3 separate regions of the Zea mays genome follow, and regions 1 and 2 are each linked to region 3. A link is a contact called in public Hi-C data. All regions are on one chromosome and are shown on one strand. The core of a region is the stretch at or near the end of the contact, and the rest is flanking DNA. Distances in the headings are between cores, read along the strand shown.

What was found. Hi-C and Micro-C count contacts between places; a contact is called where the count stands out from the background.
Region 1: a contact with region 3 is called in a Hi-C map of leaf, with 9 times the contacts expected there. The contact joins the promoter of LOC100282921 here to the promoter of LOC100273588 in region 3. A contact is called at or near these places in 4 of 25 Hi-C or Micro-C datasets (ear, leaf and tassel).
Region 2: a contact with region 3 is called in a Hi-C map of leaf, with 7 times the contacts expected there. The contact joins the promoter of LOC100382112 here to the promoter of LOC100273588 in region 3. A contact is called at or near these places in 3 of 25 Hi-C or Micro-C datasets (ear, leaf and tassel).

Annotation. Positions count from the first base shown.
Region 1 is chr5:183,231,718-183,236,073 of Zm-B73-REFERENCE-NAM-5.0, reverse strand. It overlaps LOC100282921 (alkaline phosphatase D), which reads left to right and starts at 1,762. Exons shown (of 9, transcript NM_001155826.2): 1 at 1,762-2,146; 2 at 2,220-2,447; 3 at 3,051-3,172; 4 at 4,130-4,190. The coding sequence starts at 2,027. LOC103627362 (a long non-coding RNA gene) reads right to left here and starts at 208. Exons shown (of 4, transcript XR_002748283.2): 1 at 1-208.
Region 2 is chr5:183,584,289-183,588,502 of Zm-B73-REFERENCE-NAM-5.0, reverse strand. LOC100382112 (Inorganic phosphate transporter 2-1 chloroplastic) reads right to left here and starts at 2,704. Exons shown (of 3, transcript NM_001174873.1): 1 at 1,838-2,704; 2 at 982-1,173; 3 at 1-808. The coding sequence starts at 2,560.
Region 3 is chr5:183,442,547-183,446,744 of Zm-B73-REFERENCE-NAM-5.0, reverse strand. LOC100273588 reads left to right here and starts at 2,490. Exons shown (of 2, transcript NM_001148005.2): 1 at 2,490-2,906; 2 at 2,998-4,198. The coding sequence starts at 2,582.

The sequences.
Region 1 (4,356 bases), core at 513-3,012, 210 kb after region 3:
CACGACGGCGCCTAAGAACGACGATGCGGATAGAGAGATTTGTTGTCACAGGACCTAAGAAGAGCAAGATCGAGAGACTGAGGAGAGGAGGATGGAAACCTAGCCGTCAGGAGCAGTAGACGCGTTCTCGGCTGCCAGGAGCGAGGGCGTGCCTCTCACGTTGCTTTCCTTCCCTTTTCTTTCTTTTGCCCGTTTTCTTATTGGCCGGAGTGTCCAATGCCCAGCCTTCTCTGGAACTTACGGGAGGATTTCTTATTGGTCGGAGTGTCCAATGCCCAGTCTTCTCTGGAACTTACGGGAGGATGTGAGAGGAAAAAAAGGCAGAGTATGCACCGTTCAAAAGGCATCCAATAGACTCTATTAAAAGGCGATATGGACAATTTTCTGTACTCCATTTGGTATCCAACGGCTGAGAAGAAAGAAGTGACGTGGCAAACTCCCTGCACGGCATGGTGCACAATTTTTACTATAGAAATAACGATAATAATAATAATAATAATAATAATAATAATAATAATAATAATAATAATAATAATAATAATAATAATAATAATAATGGAAGGAAAGGAACTATATATTTGTTGGATTTTAGATGTCTAAGGCTGGCTGTGCAGCGTTCATAATGTATCCATAAAGATTAAAGCATCTGATAATTTGCTTGGTGTTGAAGCTTTACTAGGAGTGTAAGGGCTTGTTCATTTCCCTTCTAAATTATATAATTTGTATTATAGTAAAAGAGTAGAAGGATAAAATATTACTTTAGAACTATAAATAAGTTGAAATTAAGATATCATTATGTAGCTTATTTTATCTTATTTATGAATCCAAAATAATATTTTATCCTAGTATTACTTCACCGTAATCCAACTTATATAATTTAGAAAGGAAAAGACGGTGCTCCACGAGCCGTTTATAGGCAATAAATATTTGTGACTCAGGCCCTGTTTGTTTTAGATTATAATCTCTCCAGATTATATAATCTGGCGCAAATAATCCATTAGATAAACAAACAACTAGATTATGAGTTCAGATTATATAATCTAAAGTCCAGATTAAGATAATCTTATAATCTCCCCAGGAGTACCTTATTTGCGATTATTTTGGTAAAAGACCCACTACTCATGGTTATGTAAATAGAAATTACAATATATGATATCCTTCTTTTCTCACCTCAAATAAACAAATAAGGATATTGTTGTCTTTGTAAATAATCTACATTTGTATAATCTAAACTACCAAACAACTACATATAGATTATAATATATCTAGATTATAATTTGGATTATATAATTTAAATTATAATATAGATTATATAATCTATAAGCTAAAACAAACAGTCCCTTAGATCTCTTCTCTGAATGTGAATTGCACAACGAAGTGCTCCACGAGCCGTTTAAGGCTTTAAGCAACAAATATTTGGAACTAGGTTTTCTCTGGTTAGAGCCTATTTGGATTCCAGAGCTAAAACAGAAATAACTAAAATATAGTCACTTTATAAGCTAAAGATCTAAATAAAAAGAGTTAAAAGTAATAAAAATAGTAAAAAATATTTTAGAGCTAAACTTTAATCAGTATAGTTTAGCTCCCGGATCCAAACATCCCCATAACCACAGGTGACAGCTCTGGAAATATCCCAGCTCAAAATGGAAACTAGCAACGTGATGCACTTTGCTGCAACTTGGCTAGCACATGGTGCAAATTCCTGCATGTTGTTCTCTATCTCTAGAAACATCACCACGATCACGGCGTCAGGAGAGAAACACGGCACGCAGATGTCCACACCATTCCAATTTCCACCGCATTAATATTAATTAATTAGTTAAAACGGAACCGGTGAAAAGAAAGGCCAAACAAACAAGGAGCTTCCAACTTTCTTCCTCGCTCTTTCTCTCTCTCCGTGCGTCTGCGGTCTGCCATCGGCATCGCCCCCACCCCACCACCACACGTCCACCTCTCCCGCAATTGGGAATTTCTCCTCACCGCCTCGTCTCTGCCGGGCTCGCTCGTACGTCGCTCCCCACCCGCAATGGCGGCCACTTTCGCCCTCCTCCTTCTCCTGATCCTGTCCTCGTCGGTCCGCGCCGCCCCCGACGCCGTGGTGTCCAGGATCGCCTTCGGATCCTGTGCCAACCAGAGCGAGCCCCAGGTGGTCGACGGAACGCCCACACGGCCATGCCCGCCCATTTCGATCAAGTTGTGACGGGGATTGTTTAGTGCAGCCCATTTGGAACGCCGTCGCGGGGTTCGACCCGCAGGTGTTCGTCTGGCTCGGGGACAACGTCTACGGCGACAACAAGCGCCCATTCCGGGTCTTCGGGAGGGAGCGCACCGTGGGGCCCTGGAAGAACGTGCCGCGCTTCTACCCTTCCACCGAGGAGGAGCTGCGGAGGCGGTACCAGCTCGCCAGGGCGCAGCCCGGGTACGCCAGGCTCAGGGAGAGGGCTCAGGTCAGGCCTCCGATCCTTTGTTTTCTCGCCCATGGAATGTCGGAGCGGCTCGTCTTGATCCTGTAAAGATTCAACACTCAACAGTATGGATATGCTGACGATACAGCATTACAATAATGACAAACGTACATAAAATCGAATATACTAGAATGCACTCCCAATAATGGCAAACGTATATAAAATCGAAATACTAGAATGCACTCCCCAGTCCCGAGTTGGTTCTATGGCAGCGTGTTTGGTTTGAGAAAGGAGGTAGTTCATCATATTCTTACTCCTAGCTTTCTTGTTTGGTTTATGGAATAGAATGAGTTGATTCATCACTATTTCATTCTTCGTAGGCTAATAATTAGTAATAATATAAAAAATGAGTTTATTTCACTAAATTTGTGGAATTGACTCATGATGCACCACCTCATCTAGAATGGATTGCTTTTTTAAACCAAACACCCTCTTAATCTCCAACTGTGGGCTGGGTGTCACTTTGTCTCTTCGTTTATTTACAGTTTATGTATGTTCTACCCTTACGGAGACTTTGCAACACTGCTTCTTTCCTCTTCTGAAAGATGGCAAATTGGTGTCACCACTGAAATTTGCTAATTGCAGGTTCTTGGAACATGGGATGACCATGATTATGGATTGAATGATGCAGGAAAAGAACTTAGTGGGAAAGTGATTGCTCAAAGGCTTATGTTAGATTTCTTGGATGAACCTGAAGACAGTAAACGGTATGCACTTAGAAACACTGGAGTCAATTTGTTTTCATTTTTATGTTGTGTAGTTATTGACTTATTATTTGTTAAATCGATTCACACCAAGCACATTGGTAAGCTATTTGTTTTCTATAAAGCGTTGCTCTACAACCTGTTTTACATACTTGTGTCTACGCCTATATTTTTTCATTACAAAACAGCACCCTTCGCTAGAAATACCACATTTCATCAACAGCACAGTACTTGGGGAATTCATCTAAACTTGGACACTCAAACGTCTATTTACTTTCCTTTTATCCTTTAACCATCATACAATTCATAAGTGAGTTCTTTTTTTGCTCTGTATCTATTTCAACTAATGGATCACTATCAACTTATCAATTTGCACCTATAACAGCTTGATGCCATTTAGATTTTATTTGCCTCCAGCCTTTGTTGTTGAAGGGCAAGCCTGGTGCATTGGTGAGAATTTTCTCACTGCAATACCAGGTCATGGATTCGAAGCAGCCTCTCCGCATCGGGTGCAAGGCTTGCATCGGTTTATCCCTCCCCTAGATCTTACTTATGTGAGAGCCTCCAACACTGGGTCTGCCCTCTAGCGTTTGTTGTTGTATGTTTTACATATATACAGTCCAATAGTTGTACCAAGTTTCTTGTAAATTTCTTCCTTTTTTAACATAAATTTCTTTCATTTTCCATTTTTTTGTGGTTGCATTCTTTATTAGAATTTTAGGATGGAATGTTATTGCCATTGTTGCTCTAATGTCATTTCCTTGTTACTTTTGTGGTCACAGTAATATTAGGTTTTCTTCCAGGATGTGACCAGACATTTCTGTTTAAGTTTGGGGATATGCATACATACAGACATACACCCACGGATGCCTCATAATAATCTTATTGATTTTTTTTACGTTCAACATGGGGAGGAATCTCCCTGCCTGATAATTTAATACTCTATTATTGTTTGTTTAGGAGGAAACAAGCTGGTGTTTATGCCTCATACATGTTTGGCCCTGAAGGAAAACGTGTGAAGGTGTAGTCTCTTATAATTTTATGTCATGTCCATTTGCTGTTAACTAGAGAAGGTTTATCTAATTTCTTATTCAAATAACACACATCGTTGTATTCATGATGCATTGATTCTTCCAAACTTTGATATGTTCTCCTTTTCTTCATTATTATGAGTCTAGTAAAATTTC
Region 2 (4,214 bases), core at 1,455-3,954, 140 kb before region 3:
ACGCCAGAATTTTGGTTAAGATCAATGTGTAGAAGATAGATAGGACAGCACCAACTGGAATTGTGACCAACCAGGACGCCACAATTTCGCGAACTGTCTCTGCCCTGACTCTATTGAGCCCTCTTGCAAACCCGACACCCATCACCGCACCAACAAGTGTATGCGTGGCAGATATAGGCAACCCGAGCTTTGATGCGAACAAGACTACTGAAGCTGCTGCAAACTCTGCGGCAAAGCCCCTGGTAGGTGTTAGTTCTGTGATCTTCTTGCCAATTGTTGCTATCACCCTGTATCCCCACATTGTGAGCCCTGCAACAATCCCAAAACCACCCCAAGCAAGAACTTCAGTGGGTATGACTATCTCAGCGCTGCTTGCCACACCTTGAAGGATGGACAAAGCTGCAGCCAGGGGCCCTATGGCATTGGAGACGTCGTTCCCTCCGTGAGCAAATGACATGAAGCATGCCGATAAGACCTGCATGTAACCAAACACACCGTACACGATCTGCAGCTGAGCTCCCGTAGGGCCAGCAATGTCCGAGAGAAATCCAGCCTGCTGGGCACTTGACTTCTCAGCAGACGCGATCTTCTCTGCTTCTGAAGACAGCAAGTCACCTAGCTGCTTTTGGATCACTCGGGAGACAATGATGGCTCCTATTGCCCCACTGGACACTGCTTGCAGGATGGCAATGGAGAACACCTTGCTGAGAGGAAAAGCAGCAAACGAGATTGCAGTGACACCGGTGAAGACTGCGATTGGTGCAGCAGCAGCTGCAGCCTGGCCTGGATTTGGTGCGCTGTATACAAACTGAGTAAAAAAACAGGTCAGTACAAAAATAACCTTTGCACCTCCTCATAAACAGTCTATGTATTTATGGCATTTTGGTTATATAATCATTTTTGTGTAAGTACTGAAATGGAACTGTCTTTTGTTTTTAGTGTGTCATTTAGATTATAAAGGGAGGCTACTCTGGAACTCACCCTGCGTATGCACTTGTAAACAAGAAAAGAGACAGCTGCACCCATCAAAGGAGAGATGACCCAGGATGAAGATACTCTAGCCAAAGAACTCCAGAAAACTGCATCCACCCCTCCATACACCAGCCCGAAACCAACCATGGCCCCAACGATACAATGTGTAGTTGAGACAGGCCAGCCATATGACGAAGCAACCTAAGAACACAGCACAGGTTAATACATGTAGATGCATACTCTTATGGCGCAGTTTGCAATAATGATCACATATAATAATATAATTAAACCAATCTCAACATGGGCATAACAAATTATTTCACACCGCGAAGCCTAAAACCATGATATGGGCAGATGGTTATATTTACTAAGTTGCTGGTTCCTTTCCCTTTGCAGAGTCTTTGTTAAAGATGCAGTTAGCGGCCATGATTTGTTTGGCAACATTGACTAGCTTCCATGTGTGTAAAGATTATGAATTTCCATATCAGATTAATTAATCAGTAGTTCTGGTGCCATGATCGGTTTTTTCGAAAGTAAGTGGCAGGAGATCTGCCTTGCATTCAAGGAAACAGAAGGTTTTGGCTCAACGAGACGGCATATGCCTCAGCAGGCTACGGGACAACCACAAACACTTGAGAGGGCCAACCCACAAACAAACAAACAAGAGCAGAAAGCATAGAAAGGCCTCCAAAATTGGTTTTGGAAGGCACGTCGCGGTTGATCAAGGTCCTCATTTGTACGTAGCGCAACCGATAGAGATGGTTGCATGATCATGTCACTGGTAGCACATCCTAGTTCCCAAGAAACTGGGTGAAATCTCAGCAGAACTCAAAAGGGCGATGGAATCATGGACCACATAACATACCTGCAGCCATGTACCGGCAGCAGCAAGGGAGGATATGAGTCCAGCGAAGAGCAGAGAGTCCTTCCCTTGGAACGCAGACGCAACCAGGATTCCCTTCTGCATGGTGCTGGTGACATGGGTCCCCATGAGGAATGCGCCGGAGAACTCGAGCACCGCGGCGGTCAGCACCGCCTGCCGGAGCGTCAGAGCTCCGGACCCAACCGACGTCCCCATGGCGTTCGCGACATCGTTCGCCCCGATGTTCCACGCCATGTAGAACCCCGACAGGAGCGTGAAGTACGCCAGCGCGTTCATCCTGAAGGTCCCGTGGCAGACCAGCGAGCGCATCGCCAGCGGCACGGTGAGGGCGGCGAACGCGATCGTCACGGAGATGGACGTCGCCACCCGTGGCGAGATGTGGAACGCCCTGGCCATCTCCGACATCTCGCATTCCCCGACCTGCTCCTCCCCGCCGGCGCCGGCCTTGGCGCCGCCGTCGCTGGCTTTCGCGCTGGAGCCGCCGTCGCCGTCGGGGTCGGCGAAGGAGGACAGCGTGGCGCGGGGGAGGCTGAGGAGCGTCTTGGAAGGTGTCGCTCTGGCTGGAGAGAGACACCGTAGGCCATGGATGCTGTGCGGCAGCTGTGCAATGGGGCGACGACGGAGCAGGAGAGCGGCTGCCACGGCTCGCCCTCCTGCTCCGGCGTGCGCTCGGGCGACGGAGAAGAGAGGAGAAGACTGAGACATGGGAGTTGCAGGTGGAGGAGAGACTGGCAGCGGCGAGCAAGCTAGGATGGAAGAGATGAGATCAAGGGGCCGGGGTGGAGAGGAGGAAGGAGACAAGCTGTGTGACTGTGGGCATAGGAACCTAGCTATGGGAAGAAGTGAGCGCCGTTCTGTGATGTGGTGACCGCGGCTGCGCACGCTGAGGCGAACGGTTGGTGGCTGCGAATGAGTGGTGGAAGGGGATGTGGGCAAGATTCCTGCCTGATCCATAACTTGTGTCGCAGCTGATCACCTCACTGTTCCCAGTTTGCATGATCGTTTTGGCCTCACCTTCCGCCCAGCCGGTTTTCCAGATATCTAGTTCTGTGTCCGTTTCTGCTGTTCGTCACTGTTCAGCATGTCGCTACCATCTTAGGGCGGTTGGAAAATCCTGGATCCTGAAATGTTTCGTCGTGCCTGTTCCTTGTTGGATTTTCATATGTACTGCTATATAGTATACACACACACTGTGCACATTAATCAAATTGGACGAGCACCATATATCAAGTCTTGTTATTTGCACTAAACTCACACTGTGCTAGGTTCGTATGATAAGAAAGTGCCATGCTGGTCGTATGGTTGCTGTTGTCCTGCTACCCGCTTGCATCTCCATGGCCACAAAGTATTTACCAGCGCCGCTGGACAAGGCGTGCCGTGAATATTCATGGTCATGTTTTGTTGTCATTCCCTCCCGTAGGATATCTGCTTCGTTGCTCTAGCTAAATGCGTGAACAGAGTGGCATGTGGCCCAAGAACAAAGAAAGGTAACCTTTAGGTTCTTGTCATTGAGACGCAAAGGTTCTATGTGCTTATCATCGAGATAGTAAAGGTTTTCTCCGTTGCCAATATGCAGATGGAGCGCTGCTGGGTGGCAAGAAAAGGACGAGCAACTTGAGTGGCAGCCAGCCGCTTAGAATCGGCGGGGTCTTTTTCAGTTTTTTTTTTCTTTTTCTGTCCGGGGATCAGGTGTGGAATACTTGTCCCTGTCATATCTTCTACTACGGCTTCGAGAACCGAGATGGTGAAGGGCTCAGGGATAAGCCCATGCATTCCTGGGCCTAGGCCCAGATCTATGCTTTCATGCTATGAGCAGGGCCTGTTCTACAGTTCCTCCACGGGATCAGTATTACCCAATGGCATACTTGAGAACATGTCATTTCGTAAGCCACTATGTCATTTCGTAAGCCACTATGTCATTTCGTAAGCCATTTATGAAAATCTTTAAAATAAAAAATGTCAATCAAAACTTTCGAAACATTCCATCGGGAACCGTTGTAAACACACTAAACACATGTATTCTAATTAGCCCATGCGCTTCTTCAGGTGCCCTAACCGTCGCACCCCGATTAGCCCGCACGCTGCAACCACCAAACACGCGGCACTCCCCATGTGTCCCGCTGTGACCGAACGTCTGCAACTGTAACAGTAACAGAATCACTGAAACCACAACAGAATGAGTGAAAATGTAATACAACGACTGAAACGGTACCAGAATGGCTGAATGACCAATGGCTGAGAGTGTGCATCTTAGCCTTAGGCAACAATAATTGACGTAACTAGGTGGCCTCTGCAGTCAATCATTCTAGCATGCTCAAGAATCTCAATAATGTACTATAGCTTAGAGAGGAAGAGACCC
Region 3 (4,198 bases), core at 1,241-3,740:
GGTGGTGGCAGCCAAGTGGTACAATGTGCAGATCCTGGTGGATGAGAACGAGGGGGAGGAGTCCATCTTCTGCAGGTTCCTGCGGGAGGTGATGCGCGCCGACGTGCTGTAGGAGATCAAGCGCCGCCGGAGGTACGAGAGCAAGACGGACGAGAAGAAGCGCAAGGCGCGCGAGGCCGGACGCCGCAACCGTCGTAGGTACGAACATGGTTGCGCTTCCCTTGATGCTGCATAGACCAATCGTTCTACTCCGTAGAATTGATAGGGTAGTTGTATGGCTCTATTCAGGATGCCTACGAGTTCGCGGAAGCCAAACTGTCTATCAGTTCTCTGAAAGTTGATGAAATCCATTAAATAAAACTGAAAAACACTAACCAACAAACTACAGTAGATATTGGAACTCAAGTATCCTGCATCAAGCTGTTTCTTTCCAGTGATCTGTTTTCGGTATGTTGAGCGTTTTCAATTTCACGACCAAGTTACATAGTAATGGACGAACCCTATACAAAACCTCTGTATACTTAAATTCTCACTACCAACACTCAGGTCGGCAAAAACAGATAGAAACTCCTTTGTAACACCTGATGATGCGCCTCTTCTTCATCTTACAACTCCTAACACTAACACCTCCACCCAACGAGTTGAATTCCTGATGTCAGCGCCTGCTAAGCTCTAGCAGACTAGGGGTCTACTTGTTTCGTCTTTTTTCTGAATACGGATGCGGAGAGAAGCTAGCCACCAGAAGATTCTGAATATCATGGGTATTAAGTGAGGAGTTCACAGGGTATCTTCAACTTTATTTTCAATCTTATCTTTTGTTTCAAACTCCACTCTATAAACAATGTCTTCGTGTCATCTACAGTTCTGCGTCCCCCTATCTGTTGGAGACATTCTTATGATCTAGAAATTGACAGTTTCCTACTTTTATGACGACGATCGTTTTTTGTGTTCATGTTGGTTTTGAACTGTTTTCACCAAAACGATTCTTATAAAAATAGACTGAAAAGATAGACGTTTGACGGTCCACAACACCTTCTAGGAAGCTAGAAATAAGCCCAAGAAAACACCCTAGTGTTGTTTCTATGGACTCCAGCTTCTGTACCGTCTATCTTTTGGCGGTGATTTTCCTTGCACGGAATGGTTCACGCTTCTCTCATCGTTCTACCAACCATCCCTATCAGCTCAGCTCCCTTGAAATTACTGGAAAGATAGGGATGGTTGAGAAGTTTTTTTATCCTTTAGTATTCAGAAAAATGACGAAGCAAGCGTTTTAATTTTTTTGACGATTTTTTATCCTTTAGTAGTCTCCCCTAGCAATCATCAACTTTAAAATTATTATATAGTCTCTTGCCACTACATATATGCTTGTTACTGGTTACCCCCTGCAGCCAAACACATACACACTAAAAGTAATAATAGAGCCTCTTCTGAATTTAAGTAAGAGCATATTCCTGCATATCCTTCTGCTTTGCTTTTTTCTTATTGCATAAAACTCTTGTCCATCTCCAAAGAAGAAATTAACTTAACATGGGAAAATCATTTGGTTCTAATTAACCTAGCTGCCAAATCATCTCTGCTAAATCAACTAGCCAAGTTTTCAAAAGCTATTATTTATGTACAACACTGCCTTTTGTCATTCGCCCTACCCCATGCGCACACACACTGAAAGTAAACCTCTTCTGAAGTTAAGTTAGAGCATATTGGAGACACCATATACCCCACAAATGAATTTGAACATGGACTGCTTTGGACAAGATCAAGTAAATACCATCAATGTTCATAATAGTAGTAAACTAAACTGGAAAGCAAAGAACTATTTTGCAACAAAGATTTTTCAGTCATCTGAATAGATATATAGATAGTGTTTCAACATTCCCTCACCAAACAAATGCTTAGATAAAATCAATGCATGCAGTGACTCACGATGAAACGATGCGTCCAACCAATTAGAGGGACAATGATGTTTGTCGTTCTGTATATATGTTTCATACTAATTTTTTACTCCCGTAGCAACGCACGGACATAGACCTAGTAATAAATAAAGGAGATAGAGTTTTGGATGTACATTATATGCATTTTTTCCCTTCCTTGAGCACACACATGTATAAAAAAACCAATTGTCATGGATAAATTCCCTAATAAATAATGAAATAAAATGAAAATAATAGTAAAATAAAATATTGCATCATGCTGGGACTTTTGTTTGTGCACTTGAATTGTGTGTGAAACTCATGAACAATTCATAAATTAAATACCAAAATTCGAAATTGTGAAAGAAATTCAAACAGAAATAAGAAAAACAAGAGAAAATGCCTGTTGGGCCTCAACTTTGTTTCTCGGCCCACCAACGAATTACACCCGCGGCGGCCCAACTCCCGCTCTCGCGCAGCCTGGCGCTGACAGGCCGGACCCGCGCATCAGTCGCACCCTCCCGCGCCGCGTTTTCTTTCCCGGTCACTAACTGGTGGGCTCCGCTCGCCGAGGGCGTTCACAGTCACCGTTGCGTGGGACCCAGGCGTCAGCCCGCCTTCTCCGCCAGGGCCGTTGCAATGGCGCCCGGCTCGGGCGTAACCACCCGCCGATGCTGGATCTCGCCGAGGATCCGGCGCCGCGGACTTCTTCCCCCTCGCATCTCTGTGCTATAAGACCGCCTTCACCAGCCGCCGAACTACCACTTCTCTGCCTTCGTGAACCACCGCGAGAGAGAGAGTCGAGATCCGTCGCTGCCGTGCGAACCTTGGGCTCAATCGATTGGGTCAGTGGGGTTCGGCAACGCTCGAGAGAACCGGCCGTTGTATCAACGGGCGAAGTGGTGATCGGAGCGCGTGGCGATTTCATGCCGGAGTCGGAGCTCCGCCGCGGATTCCGCTGCGCCCCGCGGGCAGACTACTTCGCAGCTGTCGCTGGTGAGAAAACCCTTTCCAACTGTTTGTCGCATTCTCCCCTACGTGCAGTTCGTTCGTATCGGGGATTTGAACGTTCCTGTGTCAAGGTCAGGCCGCGACCACGTCGTCATCTTCCCTTTCATGGCGAAGGGCCACATGCTCCCGCTGCTCCACTTCGCCACGGCACTCTCGGCGCAACACGGCAGGCTCCGCGTGACCCTGGTCACCACCCCGGGCAACGTGGCCTTCGCCCGGAGCCGTCTGCCCGCGTCGGTGGGCCTCGTCGCGCTCCCGTTCCCGTCGTTCCCGCCGCTGCCGGAGGGCGTCGAGTCCACCGACGCCCTCCCGTGCCCGTCGCTGCACCTGACGTTCATGCAGGCGACGGGGCTCCTGCGCGGGCCGTTCGCCGAGTTCCTGGCGTCGCTCCCGTCCCCGCCGCTCGCGCTCGTCTCCGACTTCTTCCTCGGGTTCACGCGCCGCGTGGCGGCCGACGCCGGCGTCCGCCGCATCGTGTTCAACGGCATGTCCTGCTTCGCCTCGGCGATCTGCAAGGCGCTCGCTGCGAGCCCGCCGACCAGCTTCGAGCCCGGGACCATGATCCAGGTGCCCGGCATGCCGGAGCACGTGGCGGTCAGGGCGGAGGAGGTTCCCGATGGGGTCACCAAGAGGGCCGACCCCGACAACCCGTTCACGCGCTTCTTCATGGACGAGATCGGTGATTCGGACGTGCGCAGCTGGGGAGTCCTCAGCAACAGCCTCGACGCGCTCGACGCGGCCTACGTGTCGGCCTTGGAGTCATTCTACGAGACGGGCGCCCGTGCCTGGCTCGTGGGCCCGCTGTTCATGGCCGCCGGCGACATGCCGGACGGCGAGAAGAAGGAGCAAGACCCCGAGGGCTGTCTCTCGTGGCTCGACGAGAGGGCGGCGCATCCGGGGTCGGTGGTGTACATCTCGTTCGGGACGCAGGCCCACATCACGGACGTGCAGCTGGACGAGCTGGTGCACGGGCTGGTGCAGTCCGGCCATCCCTTCCTCTGGGCCGTCCGATCTGACACGTGGTCGCCGCCGGTGGACGTGGGGCCCAACAACCGGATCGTCCGTGGATGGGTTCCGCAGAGAAGTATTCTGGCCCATAAGGCAGTTGGTGGGTTCGTGAGCCATTGCGGGTGGAACTCTGTGATGGAGAGCCTCGCCGCCGGGAAGCCCATGCTGGCGTGGCCGATGATCGCGGAGCAGCACCTGAACGCAAGGCACGTGGCCAACATCTTAGGCGCCGGCGTCAGGATAGCCCTGAAGGTTGGCGCTGACGTCGT